3 separate regions of the Sus scrofa genome follow, and all the other regions are linked to region 3. Evidence: chromatin contacts called from public Hi-C data. All regions are on one chromosome and are shown on one strand. Each heading gives the region's core, a stretch centred on a gene start, on an enhancer-like site or on the middle of the called end of the contact. The rest is flanking DNA. Distances are from core to core; before and after follow the strand shown. Region 1 has its middle 56 kb from the start of RASGEF1B. Region 2 holds the start of RASGEF1B (RasGEF domain family member 1B). Region 3 has its middle 130 kb from the start of RASGEF1B.

Region 1 (5,008 bases), core at 154-2,653, 190 kb before region 3:
GGCTCTTTAAAGGGAAGCCTGTGTTTCCTGGGCCCTGAGGGCTCCCTGCACTCAGGATCCACCACGTGTGCAGGACAAGGATCCCAGTACGTGGGCGCAAGGCGACCTGGGGAGGAAGGAGCCGCGGACGCTTTAAACAGGGACTGAGTGAATCGAATCTTCGGTTTGACGGGAGTTCCACAGAGTCGAACTCAAGGAACTAGACTTGGAGTGTCTGCTGAGGTTCAGTGGGTTTTGGACCTGAGGTCTCTGTGGGGATGCAGGTTCGATCCCTGGCCTTGCTTAGTGGTGTAAGGATCCAGTGGTGCTATGGCTGTGGCCTAGGCCTAAAGCTGCAGCTCCAACTTGACCCCTGATCCAGGAACTTCCATATGCAGCTGTAAAAAGAAAAAGCAAAAACAAAAAACTAAGAGTTCCCATCGTGGCGCAGCGGTTAACGAATCCGACTAGGAACCATGAGGTTCCGGGTTCGATCCCTGCCCTTGCTCAGTGGGTTAACGACCTGGCATTGCCGTGAGCTGTGGTGTAGGTTGCAGACGCGGCTCGGATCCAGTGTTGCTGTGGCTCTGGCGTAGGCCAGTGGCTACAGCTCCGATTCGACCCCTGGCCTAGGAACCTCCATATGCCGCGGGAGCGGCCCAAGAAATGGCAAAAAGACAAAATAAAACAAAACAGAAAAAAAAAACTAGACATTGGCAAAGAGAGGGATGGGGAAGAGCCAAGGTCTAGAAAATTATGGTCAGTTATAAAAATGAAGATTTATTTTGCACTGCTTCCTTTAATGGACTGTGATAACTACAAAAGAGCAACAGCCGTTACCCATACTTCGTGAAAATTTATGTAAACAGGGCCTTTTTTTCTATCTGGGGGATAGAAGAAGACAAGAAGCCCTCGTGAGAAAGGAAGCAAATAATAAGAGAAATAGTATTTATTGTATGTGTTATTATTATGTCTACTTTGCAAATAAGGAATCTGAGGACAACAGTTCATTTCCCTGGAGTCACAGAGAAGTGACCCAAGTGCAATTCAGAAATAGTGCATGTTCTTTCCCTACAAAAAGGACGGAAATGTCAAAGATTATCTCTGCGGGCTTCACAATTTTCCTCCTCACCAAGTTAAACCATTTCCGACTCGCCCTCGGTGCTTCTTTTCACATCGACCACAAGGTGGCAGCATTTCTCCACTGATAACGTCATCAGCTTGGCGAATCCAGCGAGGAGGGGAAATCAGGGGGCAACTAATACAAAGCACGCAAAAAGAGGGAAAGTTCTAACGCTGCGCTGGTGCGCTGAAGAAATAAAGGCTTTCAAACCCTACTGTCAAGCGTACTAGCTTCCAGCCTCTCTGCAGCTTAGAAAATTAATTCATACCAGATTATTTTAGAGCTACCTTGTTCCACCACTTGATGGCAGTATAGACCTCTTTGACCTCTAATAGTTTCTTTTCTGAAAGTTGGTAATTCTGTACACCATTATGAATAAAATCAATAAACAACAAAGATCTACTGGGTAGCACCGAGAACTACATTCAATATTTTATAATAACCTATGTCGGAAAAGAATCTGAAAAAGAATATATATGTAATATTATATATCTGAATCACTTTGCCGTACACCTGAAACGAACACAACACGGTAAACTAACTATACTTCAATTTAAAAGGAAAAAAGGAAAACCACTCCTACTGTTCCTGAAGGTATCAGTGGAGTTGAAAGAAAGAAAGAAAGAAAGACAAGAGGGAAAGAAAGAAAAAGAAAGAAAGAAAGAGAGAGAGAGAGAAAGAAAGAAAGGCAAGACAAGAGGGAAAGAAAGAAGAAAGAAAGAGAAAGAGAGAGAAAGAGAGAGAGAGAAAGAAAGACAAGACAAGAGGGAAAGAAAGAAGAAAGAAAGAAAGAAGAGAAAGAGAGAGAGAGAAAGAAAGAAGAAAGAGCGAGAGAGAGAGAGAGAATGAAAGAAGAAAGAAAGAAAAGAAAGAAAGAAAGAAAGAAAGAAAGAAAGAAAGAAAGAAAGAAAGAAAGAAGGAAAGAAAGAAAGAAAGAAAGAAAGAAAGAAAAAAGAAAGAAAGAAAGAAAGAAAGAAAAAGAAAGAAAGAAAGAAAAAGAGAGAGAGAGAAAAAGAAAAAAGACAAGACAAGAGGGAAAGAAAGAAGAAAGAAAGAGAAAGAGAGAGAAAGAGAGAGAGAGAAAGAAAGACAAGACAAGAGGGAAAGAAAGAAGAAAGAAAGAAAGAAGAGAAAGAGAGAGAGAGAAAGAAAGAAGAAAGAGCGAGAGAGAGAGAGAGAATGAAAGAAGAAAGAAAGAAAAGAAAGAAAGAAAGAAAGAAAGAAAGAAAGAAAGAAGGAAGGAAGGAAGGAAGGAAGGAAGGAAGGAAGGACGGACGGACGGACGTTGGCAGCCCTGCCCCGCGAGTGCGGCAGCCCGCGCCCTCGGTCACAGCGCCGCTCTCCTCGCGATGCTGTGGGAGCCGCCCTGACCTCGCCCGCGGCCCCTCGGAGCTGCCGCTGGGAGCCCGCGCAGGATTTCCAGACTCACACCTGCTCCTCGAAGGTGGTGATGCTTGGTCGGATGCATTTAGTCCTTTTCCCCTCGGATCCCCAGCCCCCGCGGAAAACGAAGGCGCCTGAGGTTCCTCCCGAAGGACCAGCTCCTTCCTTTGGGGTCTGTCCCGGCCTCGCTCCCTCCGCCGTGACCCTCTGCATCGTCGCGCCACACAGGGCCTCCGCCCGCAGCCCCTGCGGCGCCGTCGCGGCCCGGCTGTGCCCGTGCTGCCTCCGGCCCGGACAGCTGCTCGGCCTAGGACCACGGCCCGGGCCTGCCCTGTGAGCCCGCGTTAGGCGGTCCGCAAAAAGCCTGGCACGACGCCTGCACTCTGGGTGGGTTCAGCGAATGCGTGGCCCAGTGGGAAGCGTGGTTTCCGCTGCTTCAGTCGTGCTGAGGGTAAATTCCCGAGAAAGTGTCGGGACCTCTGCTCTCCCGTGGGCCTTGCGCCAGCCCTGGGGATCCACGCAGGTGGTGATGCTAAGAGCGAGTCAGGGTCGTCCGGGAGGGGGCAGTACTGAGCAGCGAGCACATCTGGAGGCCAGGACGCCGCCGCCGGGTGGCCTTTCGCAGGGGTGGTGGCCCCCGCGCTGAACCCTCTTCTCGCCAGGCTGGGGTGCCCCCGGGAGCATGGGCGGGCTTGAATGCAACGTCAGCCCTGTGGATTTATTTGTCTGGAGCGGGGTTAAATTATACATCAAGTTGCTGTTGCCTCGGCCTTTGAGCAATCATTTCTTGGCTGATCTTTGAAGGGAGAAGAGTCAGGAAGGCCCCTCAGGAAATGAAGAGAAGATTGGCGGCTGGAACCTGGATGTGGGAGGGGGAACGCTGAAGAGGGCCTTACGGCTCCCTAGGGGTTTCAAGTTTGTTGAATGAATGAATGAACCAGTGGAGGGCTACTCAGAGGGAGGAAGTGGCCTTTAGGAAATCATGCCAATCTCTCTCTCTCTCTTTTTTTTTTTTTTTGCTGTGATTATAACTAAGGATATTCTATGTTTCTTTTTCTTTATTTCTTTTCTTTTTTTACATTATTTATTTTTGCTTTTTAGGGCAGCTCCCGCAGCATATAGAGGGTCCCGGGCTCGGGGTCCAATCGGAGCTGTAGCTGCCAGCCTACACCACAGCCACAGCCGCAGCCACGCAGGATCCAAGCGTTTGTGACCTACACCCCAGCTCACAGGAATGCTTCATCCTTAACCCACTGAGCCAGGCCAGGGATCGAACCCGCAACCTCATGGTTCCTAGTCAGGTTCACTGCCTCTGGCCCACAGCAGGAACTCCCTTTTTCTTTTTTCTGTCTACCGTGTTCCTGCTCAGATCGTATCTTTGTGCCGAATGAGGCAATGCCGGCTTGGCATTCACATCATACGCCCGGGTGTTTGCAGAGCTATCGTGTCATTAGTCACTGCCTGCTGGGTTCTGCTTTCATGTTTCCACATAAATGAGTCCCTCCCACTCCCTCAGTCATGTCTGTTCTCACTCTCTGATCTTCTTCCAGGCTTTCCATCTCTTGGGGGCCCTGGAGCACCTCGCTGAGGATGCAGAGTCTCAGGTGAGGTAGAGCCGGAGGTACCCGGAAGGAGAAGAGGGCGTGGGGACGCAGGGGAGTCGGCCCTGCTCGTGCAGGTCCGGGTTGGAACCAGCGATAAAGGCACTTCGCCACGGGCCACCTTCTTGGTACAAAATGTCCAAACTGTTTCTAACGTACTCACTCTTTGCTCGCTGCGCTCACTAAGAAATTTTGAAAGTGTGTTTCTACGATACATCATAGTGCATTTCGTGTCTTTGTCCGCATAACCTGTCTCGTGACACTGACACATCAGGACAGGGATGATAACTTTGCAAAAGGAGACGGCGCCGATGGCAGAAGCGCGGAGATGGGACGGAGACCACAGGAGGGGTCTTAACTTTGGCCGGGAAGACTGTTCTGGAAGAGCCTTGGCGAGCGGGCACGTGGGTGTGGACAGAAGCCAGTGCGGGGGGAGGGGGTGGAGGAAGACAGAAATTGGGTTGACGGTCCCCTGTTGACCTCAGCTTCGTTGGTGCATCAGGAGGCAAGATCGTCAGCGGAGCGTGAATAGCAGTGAGGATGGAAGGGGTTTTGAGCTTTTCACAAACTACTCTTGGGGCGTCCCCATCATGGCTCAGCGGTTAACGAACCTGACCAGCATCTGTGAGGAGGCAGGTTCAATCCCTGGCCTTGCTCGGTGGGTTAAGGATCCGGTGTTGCCCTGAGCTATGGGGTAGGTCACAGACATGGCTCGGATCCCACGTTGCTGTGGCTGTGGGGTAGACCGGCAGCTACAGCTCCGATTCAGTCCCTAGACTGGGAACCTCCGTATGCCGTGGGTGCAGCCCTAAAAAAGCAAAAAAGCAAAGAAGAAGAAAAAAAATGACTCTTGGAGTTCCTGTTGTGGCTCCTCCGGTTAAGAACCTGACATAGCATCCGTGAGGATGGGCGTTCTATCCTT
Region 2 (4,442 bases), core at 1,761-4,260, 130 kb before region 3:
CACTCTCCCAGAAAGCAGGGGAACATCCAAGTGAGGTGCTTACTGCATCCTTCATTCCTCCGCTGCTAAGAAAGGGTGCAAATGAAGGAAGCGACAGCGCAGCAAAATCAGTCAACGGGGAGCTAAAAGAGACTCATAAATCATCAAGTTCAACACCTCCTCAATTTTCCAAACACTGCAGGTGCTGGGAAAGAGTAAGTGACTTTTTCGGGCTCCAGATTGGCCGGAACCCTAGTCTTTCTATTCCCAAGGCAGAAATCTGCCCAGAGCCCTAGCCAGCATCTGTCATTCTAGGATAACCGAGGGTTGCACAACTCTAATGTTTATGGATTTAATCGGAAAACCAGAAAGGACAACTGAAGGGGAGGTAACACTTGAATTCAACCACTAAAGACAAAAATCCCATCAATCTTAGGCAGTACTTTCAGCAGTACAATTTGTCTCTTGAAGACCTCACAAAATGTTCTAATAGCTTTTCCATTTATTATTTGTGGCTTCAGGGATTCCAGATTCTTCTCCCAAGGAAGGGGGAGTACCCTCATTTCCCAATCCCCTGTCCAAACAGATACTCTCTTCGGGGTCATCCGAATGCTCCTCCAAGGTCCAGCTGTTCCAGGTCACCTTTGGAGCTGAAGTCGATGCCGCCACGTCAGGCACCTTCCCACCAGCCATATTAGTCACCTGGGTGCCCTCTCCAATTTTCTTACCTTCTTTTTTTCTAGATAGGTGTATTCAATCGATTTATTTTTTGGTCTATTGTAGTTTCTTAGCCAATAGTCAATTTTAGAGTGCAAGAATGCAGTGTTAGTGATAATATAAGATGTGTATTATTACGATAATAATGATATTTAACACATACCTCAGGATAAACTCCACTTTAAAAAGACAATAAATATAAATGCTTTAGAGTGATTTTCTATTCCAAAAGACAGTATGATCCCAGGTTATCAGATTAATTGTCTAGCGGAGCATATAAAATGCAGCAAGACTGAAAATGCACCAGGGGAGAAATAAATTCTAAGAACCCAACACTTCATTAGATCACTGGAAAGTGAGTAGGAGGCTCAGGAGCCAGAAATGCTGCCATCTCCAGGAAAACAAAGGCGGGACCAACTTGCTGATCTGCAGCTGATGGTCTCCACTTGGTCAGAAAATCTGCTTGAAAGGCGGAACAGAGGCTTAGGACGGGTGAAGCCCAACTTCTGTCAAAAGTGCCCAAGGTCCTCCTTGGGTCAGCCACTGCCACGCCGGAAACAAAATAACCATTAACGAGGGGACCTGCCACGCTGCCACGCTCTTGATCTGTTAGGAAAATCTCAACAGCCAAGCATTTCTATTTTTATTTCCTTTTAGACGCCACTTTAAGATTTGCTCTGAACCTCCCTGACTAGGTGTTTTCTACCCAAATCTCCAATCAGGCGCCCACTCCGGTTAACTGCCACCTCCCTGGTTCTTCGCACAGGCACAGGTTTCTCACCACCGCCTATGTTTCAAATTAAGGTCCAGCCATCACATGCCCAGCTCCCGCTCCTGCTTTGAGAGGAAAGAAGAATTATTCACCCCATCTGAGTCTGACTGTTCCAGACATTATTCAGGAGCGCAAAACCCTGGTCCCTGAACTCTTCCTCTTTCTGCACTCGGTTCAGAGACCTCCCACGGCCGAGAAAGATCATCCGGGGCTAAATATAGATCTACGCACACAAGCAGTGCCTGACCGGCGTCACATGGCGCTGCTGACGAAGGACTCCTTGGAGACGCGTTCGCCCAAACACACATAGACACACTCGTGTGCATATGCATCTGCACACACCATACCCACCGGATTCATCCGCGCAGACAGACGCGTCCACAGTCCTTAGACAGGGTCGCTGCCCAGAGACCCTCCTGCTGTTTACGACGCTTGTGCCACCCTCGGCGCTGTCAGAGGGCTCATTAGCTGCGGTGCTCTCGCCTGAACTGCGCGGACCGGGTTGGGGTGAAGTAGGAATGCGCACAACAGCCGTACGCAGACAGACAGACGCACGTACAGGCCTCCTGTCCCTCCCATTTCTCTCGCACAGCCCTGAAGTTCTTGCCACCGTTTCCCCAGAAGGAGGAGCCTCTCTCCTGCGGGCAGCCCGCGAGGCTCCCAGGTAGCTCCTGTTCACTTTATTAAAGCCCGACCAGGTGATCCGAGGCGACAAACCTGAGCTCAGGCAAGAGAAAGGCGACACGTTGTGCCCCAAGTTTGTCCGCTGAAGGAATATCACCTCGTCAGGGGCAAGTAAATGACTTCTGTTCCCCTGTCTCCGCCCAAAGAAGCAGACCTTAAGATCCTAAGGCTCCGACACCAAAAATAAACAGTTCCCTCCACCCACCCACCCGCACACGAAAACTGGCCAAGCAGCAGAAGGAAACAGCCTCGCAGTGCACAAGGAAGGGGAGACAGGATGAAAAAAGGATGAACGCAACTACAACTCAGACAAATCCTCGAAAATCGTGGCAAGATCTCGAAACAGAGGCTTGGCTTCGGGATCAGGGCGAGAAGCGAGGCACATCCCAAGCCTGTCCCCGCCCGCGACCCAACGGCTGGGTCCCGCACCTGTTGGCACCCAGGCCGCTGCCGGGGCGGCCCCAGACATCCTCGGCGGCCAGGCAAGGGGACTCTCCCGGTCTCCGGCTTTAGCAGGCGCTTTGAGCCGGCAGCGCCCACTGGCCCGGGCTCTCCCGCCGCCTCCCGGCGCACCGGCAGCCGGGGCGCAGGGAGAGAGCCGGGCGGCTCCGCGCGCAGCTCCGGGGACGCCTGGGAGAGCGCAGCGCGCGGCGGGGTCGCGCGTTCCCGCCGCCGGGCTCCCGTTTCTCCCGGGAGAATTGTTGACCAGAGAACAACCCACCTGCAGACGGCCCCGGGTCCTCGGCCTCCCGGCTGTGTGCCGCGCGCCCACAACGCAACCAAAGGACTGGGAGCGAAAGCGCGCGGGAAGAAGGAAAAGAAAAATCCGCCCAACCAGTCGGATGCCTTGTTTATACTGAAACTCCGGCCGCCGCCGCCGCGCACACCCCTCCGCCCGAGCGCCCGCCCCCGCCGCCGGCCCCGCCCGAGCGGCCGCACGGCCAATCACGGCGCAGCTCACCGCCCACTCCGCCACCGCCCCCGGCGCCGGGCACCAGCCCACGGGTCCCGGGGGCCCCGACTCTGGAGGCGCGGTTGCCCGGGTGCCCTCCTACGCTGCGGAGGCCCGCGGAGCCGGGCGCAGCGGTGTTTACCAGCGCGGGTTCGGCTCGCTGAGCCCGCGTGCGTCTCCTCCTGAGCGCATGTGCTGGAGGCTGTTTGTGCAGTCATGTGTGTACCCGTGTGTGTTCATTTACCTGTGTGCTACCTGTACATACCGGCCCGACTTGTTATACAGTATCTATTAACATAATTATGAGCTAGAGGTTACTGTCCGTGGAATTTTCAGAGGAGAGCTGAGAGAAACCACAAGAACACTGGCCCAGCAAATGTTTACAGAAAGCCTGCGTGCTAGGCATTGTGACAAACGCTGGGGGCACACTCCGGGCAAAAGGAGGCTGGATCCTGCCATTAGGAAGCGTGCAGTCTAGAGGAGGACAAGCGTTAAGCGAACGGTCACCTAAACAAAATGTCAAACTGCGGCTGTTAAAAGTTCCACCAAAAAAAAAAAAAAAAGGAAGAAGAAGAGGGAACCTGTGCTGTGAAATACGATTCTGGAGGCAAAGCGGGAGGTCCGGCCTCCCTAAAGGCTGCGCTGTCATGGTAACCATATACTCTAGAATTGGATACTTGATAACTGTTTTAGAAAAAAGATAGAAACTCCAGTACTTCACCTTGTACGAATACAAAAAAAAAAAAAAAAAAAAAAAAAAAAAAAAAAAAAAGGCTGGAGAAAAGAAACGATGGAAGCAAACAAGGGAAGGAAGAGATGCAGGGAAAGAATACAAACTAAACATCAGGAGACAGTTGCCCGCTACGTGACCTTGGATAAGTAAAGCCGCTTTTCTGCGTTTCAGTTTTCCCATGTGTAAAACAACACTATTCACACCTGTCCTATAGGAAGGCCTTCCATTAGGATGGCTGTGATAGAGGCCCCCTTTTTGTCCCGCTCCATCTTCCCTCCCTCCCGCCTCCTTTCTGGGATGGTAGCAGCCACCTCGAGGTTCACCGCGCCTATTCTGATTCCGCCCCTCCCTTTCTGCACAGGCACACCCCCTCTCACTTCTTTTTCTCTGATTATACTCCCTCCTTCTCTTCTGCAAACGGGTCTCCCCTGACTCAGTCATCCACTCCCATCTACCTGAGCTTCTCTGCCGTTTGTAAAAGGAGAGCCTGTCCTGGCCAGCTATTCAATACAAAGCACCGAGGCTTGGGTGGCCCTGCTCAGCTGGTGTGGTTGTGCTGGTTGGTTAGTCTTTCAAGCTCAGTTTTCCATCGTGGTTCTGCAACA
Region 3 (4,833 bases), core at 276-2,775:
TCAATGAGAGAAGTAATTGATAAGCTAGACTTCATTAAAATTAAAAACTTCTGTTCTGCAAAAGATCATGTCAAGGGAATGAGAAGTCAAGCCACAGACCAGGAGAATACATTTGCAAAGAACATATCTGACAAAGGATTCTAACCTAAGAAATACAAAGAATGCTTACAAATCAACAATAAGAAAACAACCAGTTTAAAAAATGGGCCAAACATCTTAACAGAAAAGTCACCAAAAAAGACATACAGTTGGCAAAAAGATGCTTCACATCATATGCCATTAGAGAAATGCAAAATAAAACAATGAAGAGGGAGTTCCCCTTGTGGGTCTGATCTCTGGCCTTGTTCCGTAGGCTAAGGATCCGGTGTTGCCGTGAGCTTCAGTGTAGGTTGCAGACATTGCTTGGATCAGTGTTGCTGTGGCTGTGGCATAGGTTGGCAGCTGTAGCTCCAATTCAACCCCTAACCTGGGCATTTCCATGTGCCACAGGTGTGGCCCTAAAAAATAAACAAATAATAATGAGATACCATTACACACTTATTAGAATGACCACAATGTCCAGAACACTGACAAATGCCAAATGCTGGTGAGGATGCGAAGCAGCAGGTATCCTCATTCATTGCTGGTGGAAATGGAAAATGGCACAACCCCTTTGGAAGACAGGCTGGCCGTTTCCTACGAAACTAAACACATCCTTACCATACAATCCAGCAATCATGCTTTTTGGTACCTACCCAAGGGGGCTGAACACTTATGCCCCCACAAACCTGGATGCGGATGTTAACAGCAGCTTTATGCATAACTGCCAAAACTTGGAAGTGACTAAGAGGTCTTTCAGTAGGTAAATGGATAAACTGTGCCACATCCAGACAACAGAATATCACGCAGTGCTAAAAGGAAAGGAGCTTTGAAGCCATGAAAGGACATGAAGGAAATTTAAATGCATCTTACTTACTAAGTGAAAGAAGCCAATCTGAAAAGGCTACAGGCTCTCCGATTCCAACTCGATGCTACTCTGGAAAAGGCAAAGCTACTGAGACAGTAAAAAGATCACTGGTTGCCAAGAAGTAAGGAAGGGGGTGAACAGGCAGACCACAGAGGATTTTCAGGGCGGTGAAAGCCCTCTGTGTGGTACCACATGTTGATGGATACACGATATCATGTTCTTATACACCAAGAATGAGCCCTTAGGTAAACTATGGACTTGGGCGATTATGACGTGTCAGCATAGGTTCATCAATTGCCTGCTTGTACAATCACTTTCTGCAAACATTTCTCATGGAGGAGCAGGGTGAATTTACGACAACTGGGCTTGTTTGAGACTATGCATAACTCCTCCCGCCAAGCCTGAGAATTAGAGGTCAGTGACCAAGCTGTTATGATGGAATTTCCTTCATAATAGGATAAAAAGCCAGAATCTGTTGTTTTTAGAAGATAGTGAGCTCTTGCTTTTCCTGCTTAATGGGGCCTTGGAGGTCAGGTCCAAGTAGACATCCCTGTGTTCGGAAAGATGGATTCTGCGGGAACAATGTCACATTCACAGGAGATGAAAAACTCCCTCTCCATGAAGGGAAAAGAGAATGAGCACTGACAGTGCTGGTTAGATAAACAAATTTTCACAACAGGCCTCAGAGACTTTGTGTGTGTGTGTGTGTGTGTGTGTGTGTGTGTGTCTCCACCCACGGCTTATCGGAGTTCCCAGGCCAGGGATTGAATCCAAGCTGCAGTTTTGACCTATGCTGCAACTGCAGCAATGCCAACGCCAGATCCTTTAACCCAAGGCACCAGGTTTGGGAAGGCACCCACACCTCCACAACAGGCTGAGCCACTGCAATCAGATTCTTAACCCATGTACCATAGTGGGAACCTCAAGAGAGAGCGCCTTGATCCAGTCACGTGAATGGGTCTGTGACTGCTTGCTGCCATCCCTGTGTGATTTTTTCCCCTTAATTTACTGAAAAAAAAACAAAAAACAAAAAAAAAACTTGGCTTCAAGTGTTGTTCTTACGTATGCAATATAGTTATGTAATTATAATTATTTAGTTCTAGGCCTGTATTTCAAACTTTTTTAAACCAAACAACCCCAAAGTCAATTCTTTGTCCCCCAAGAGCTTTTTCTGTTAAATATGAGTGATGCCCCACAGCACTGGTCACTGGCTATGACAGAGACGAGCACGCTTACTCAACTGGTACTCCTCTCCCCCCGGATATATGGACCGTCTTCCCCAGTCCCTTGAGATCGTGCTGGAGAAAGAAGCAAGCTTGGAGCAAACCTGAGCAGAGTCATAAATTGTGCTTGTTCCCCTTCTTCCTGCAGTGGCAGACCCTGAAGTGTCACGTTGAGGTGTTGGTGGCAAAGGCTGGTGGAGATATTGTGAGCCTGGGTGCCTGAGTGACTCTGTGGAGCAGAACCTCTGGCTACTCTGCACTGCCTGTGCTGTGTTGAGTTAAGCTAAATGGGGGGCTAATTTGTCGTCACAGCATCATGCAACCTATACTGATTAATATACTGGTAAACCCACTGAGATATATTTATGCCCAATAGGAGAGGAAAATCCTCTCATTAATACAGAAATGTATACATGCCTCATCAATGTTTCCAAGGAACATTCAGATAGTTGCTGCCTTGTGGATGTGATCTCTCTTCTTTCCTGTGCAAGTAACACAGATAAATGATGGAATTCATTAATTTATTCAGCAAGTTATTTTTGAGCAAGATACTTTCTGGATGCTGCGAATAGAACACTGAACAAAACAGAGGGCATTCCCCACTCTCATAGAGCTCAGACCCCATAGCTTTTAGGTTCTAGGGGAGAAATAAAGACATGTGAAACAGATAGTATTTGAGAAAGGTAATAGTTCTACTAGCAAAAATAAGCAGGGAAGGGATAAGGCACATCAAGGGTAAGGAAGAGTTGCCATATTCCCAGTATTTATGATGATGCCCAGAACCAAGTTACATCTTCAATGAATGAAAGCCAGCTCTTTGGCACGTAATACCTATATATATATATTTTTTTTTTTCCTTGTCTTTTTGTCTTTTCTAGGACTGCTCCCACGGCATATGGAGGTTCCCAGGCTAGGGGTCTAATTGGAGCTGTAGCCGGCCTACACCACAGCCACAGCAACACGGGATCTGAGCCGCGACTGAGATCTACACCATGGCTCACGGCAACACCAGATGCTTAACCGACTGAGCGAGGCCAGGGATTGAACCTGAAACCTCACGGTTCCTAGTCGGATTCGTTAACCACTGTGCCACGACGGGAACTCCCACCTATATTTTAATGAACCTTCAGCTTCCCTTCAGCTCATCTTGGCCAGCCCGGTACGTCTCTTTGTCTATGGCCTTGAGGACATATCCTATTTCTTCCATTGCCCAATGAAGTAGGAATGGCTGGTCCTAATCTGAAAAGAAGTAGATCGGCTTCCCTTAGAGATGCACCTTAAACTTCTCAGATCGCTCATTGCTTTTGTATTCCCAACTGGACTTCGTTGAAATTTGCCGAATATTGGTTTCATTTTCCCCTCACGAGCCCACTCTTGCCTCTCCGTACTTAGTGATGATATTTAAACTCCCGTGTTAACTCTCAATTCCTCCTCAAAGACTCATCTCATTCCCGGAATCAGAGATGTCACCTGAGGTCTGCTCCCCTACACTGTCTTTTGAGGGAAAGTTCCCACCCCAGCCTCAGTGTCTATGCCACTACATTGTATACAGCACAACCCCTTTGATTTCCCTCATCCTGCCGTCCAGGCTTTGGGTACCCAAGAAAACGATGAGCATTTGAGCTAAATAAGCTAAGCCTTTGGAGTTCCTGTCACGGCGCAGCGGAAATGAATCTGACTAGGGACCACGAGGTTGAGGGTTCGATCCTTGGCCTCGCTCAGTGGGTTAAGGATCCAGCGTTGCCACAAGCTTTGGCATAGGTTGCAGATGTGGCTCAAATCTGGTGTTGCTGTGGCTATGACACAGACTATCAGCTGCGGCTTTCATTTGACCCCTAGCCTGGGAATATCCATATGCTGCAGGTGCAAGTGTTTAAAAAAAAAAAAAAAAAGTTAAAGAACTTGCCCAGGTTCAGACAACAAATAAATGGTTACTTCAGAATATAGGTACCAATCTTCTGATTCCAAGTTCCGTGTTCCCAACTGCACTCACTTGATTTTCGCAACAAAAGACTTTAGCAAAGGCTAAGGAAAACTCGAGTTCAAATAAAGCAACAGAAACAATCTCCCCTCTTTCTTCAAGTTTCCCTTCCACCACTTGCAGGACTCACAGAAATTCTCCACATGATTCTAGGCTCTCATTTGCCACCTGAACAAGTAGTGGTAGGCTCTTTTTTATGAAGAATCTTGCTAATGGCAACAGCGCAGTCCCTCCCAGAGCGGTGATCCTGAAAAGAGGAGGTATGCCCCAAACCACACGAACATACTGACACACATTTACACGTATGTCAATACGAGTCAGAAACATAAGATAGCCATACCCTAAAAAGTTCACCCTGATTATATTCTGGGAGATGAGTGAGCTTCTTAAATCTTTTCTTATTGCCTTTTCCCTTTTCCAAACTGTATACAATGTACTACTTTGCAATTTTTAAAAAGTTAACGAATGACGGGAAGAGAGAAAATAGAGTCTCTGAAATTCCTTTTTCCCTTCACCTTCTCTATTCCACTGTCTCATAGGAGTATGCAAACCTGCTTCCCCAAACTCTTCTTGGGGTTGGGCCCAAATAAACTCCCTTCTCATTACTGTTGTAGTCATTCATTTAGGGCTGCTACACACTTCTGAAAACCTATAAATGCCCTGGCAATAGAAAGATAAATAGT

What was found. Hi-C and Micro-C count contacts between places; a contact is called where the count stands out from the background.
Region 1: a Hi-C map of liver shows a contact between it and region 3, with 4 times the contacts expected there. The contact joins two enhancer-like sites. A contact is called at or near these places in 1 of 47 Hi-C or Micro-C datasets (liver) and 1 of 2 datasets of contacts at active chromatin or transcription factors (alveolar macrophages).
Region 2: a contact with region 3 is called in a Hi-C map of liver, with 4 times the contacts expected there. The contact joins the promoter of RASGEF1B here to the enhancer-like site in region 3. A contact is called at or near these places in 6 of 47 Hi-C or Micro-C datasets (embryonic fibroblasts, fetal liver, liver and 1 more) and 1 of 2 datasets of contacts at active chromatin or transcription factors (alveolar macrophages).

The regions. Positions count from the first base shown.
Region 1 is chr8:136,609,881-136,614,888 of Sscrofa11.1, reverse strand. No RefSeq gene overlaps it. Among named protein-coding and RNA genes, the nearest start is that of RASGEF1B, 56 kb to the right of the region's middle. Within about 2 kb of position 1,403, at least 21 of the 83 cell types and tissues checked have an H3K27ac peak or open chromatin away from gene starts, as enhancers often do. A contact at or near this core is called in liver, where this site is marked.
Region 2 is chr8:136,554,783-136,559,224 of Sscrofa11.1, reverse strand. RASGEF1B (RasGEF domain family member 1B) reads right to left here and starts at 3,010. Exons shown (of 14, transcript NM_001195367.1): 1 at 2,874-3,010.
Region 3 is chr8:136,418,918-136,423,750 of Sscrofa11.1, reverse strand. It overlaps a transcript of RASGEF1B not described here. Among named protein-coding and RNA genes, the nearest start is that of RASGEF1B, 130 kb to the left of the region's middle. Within about 2 kb of position 1,525, at least 1 of the 83 cell types and tissues checked has an H3K27ac peak or open chromatin away from gene starts, as enhancers often do. A contact at or near this core is called in liver, where this site is marked.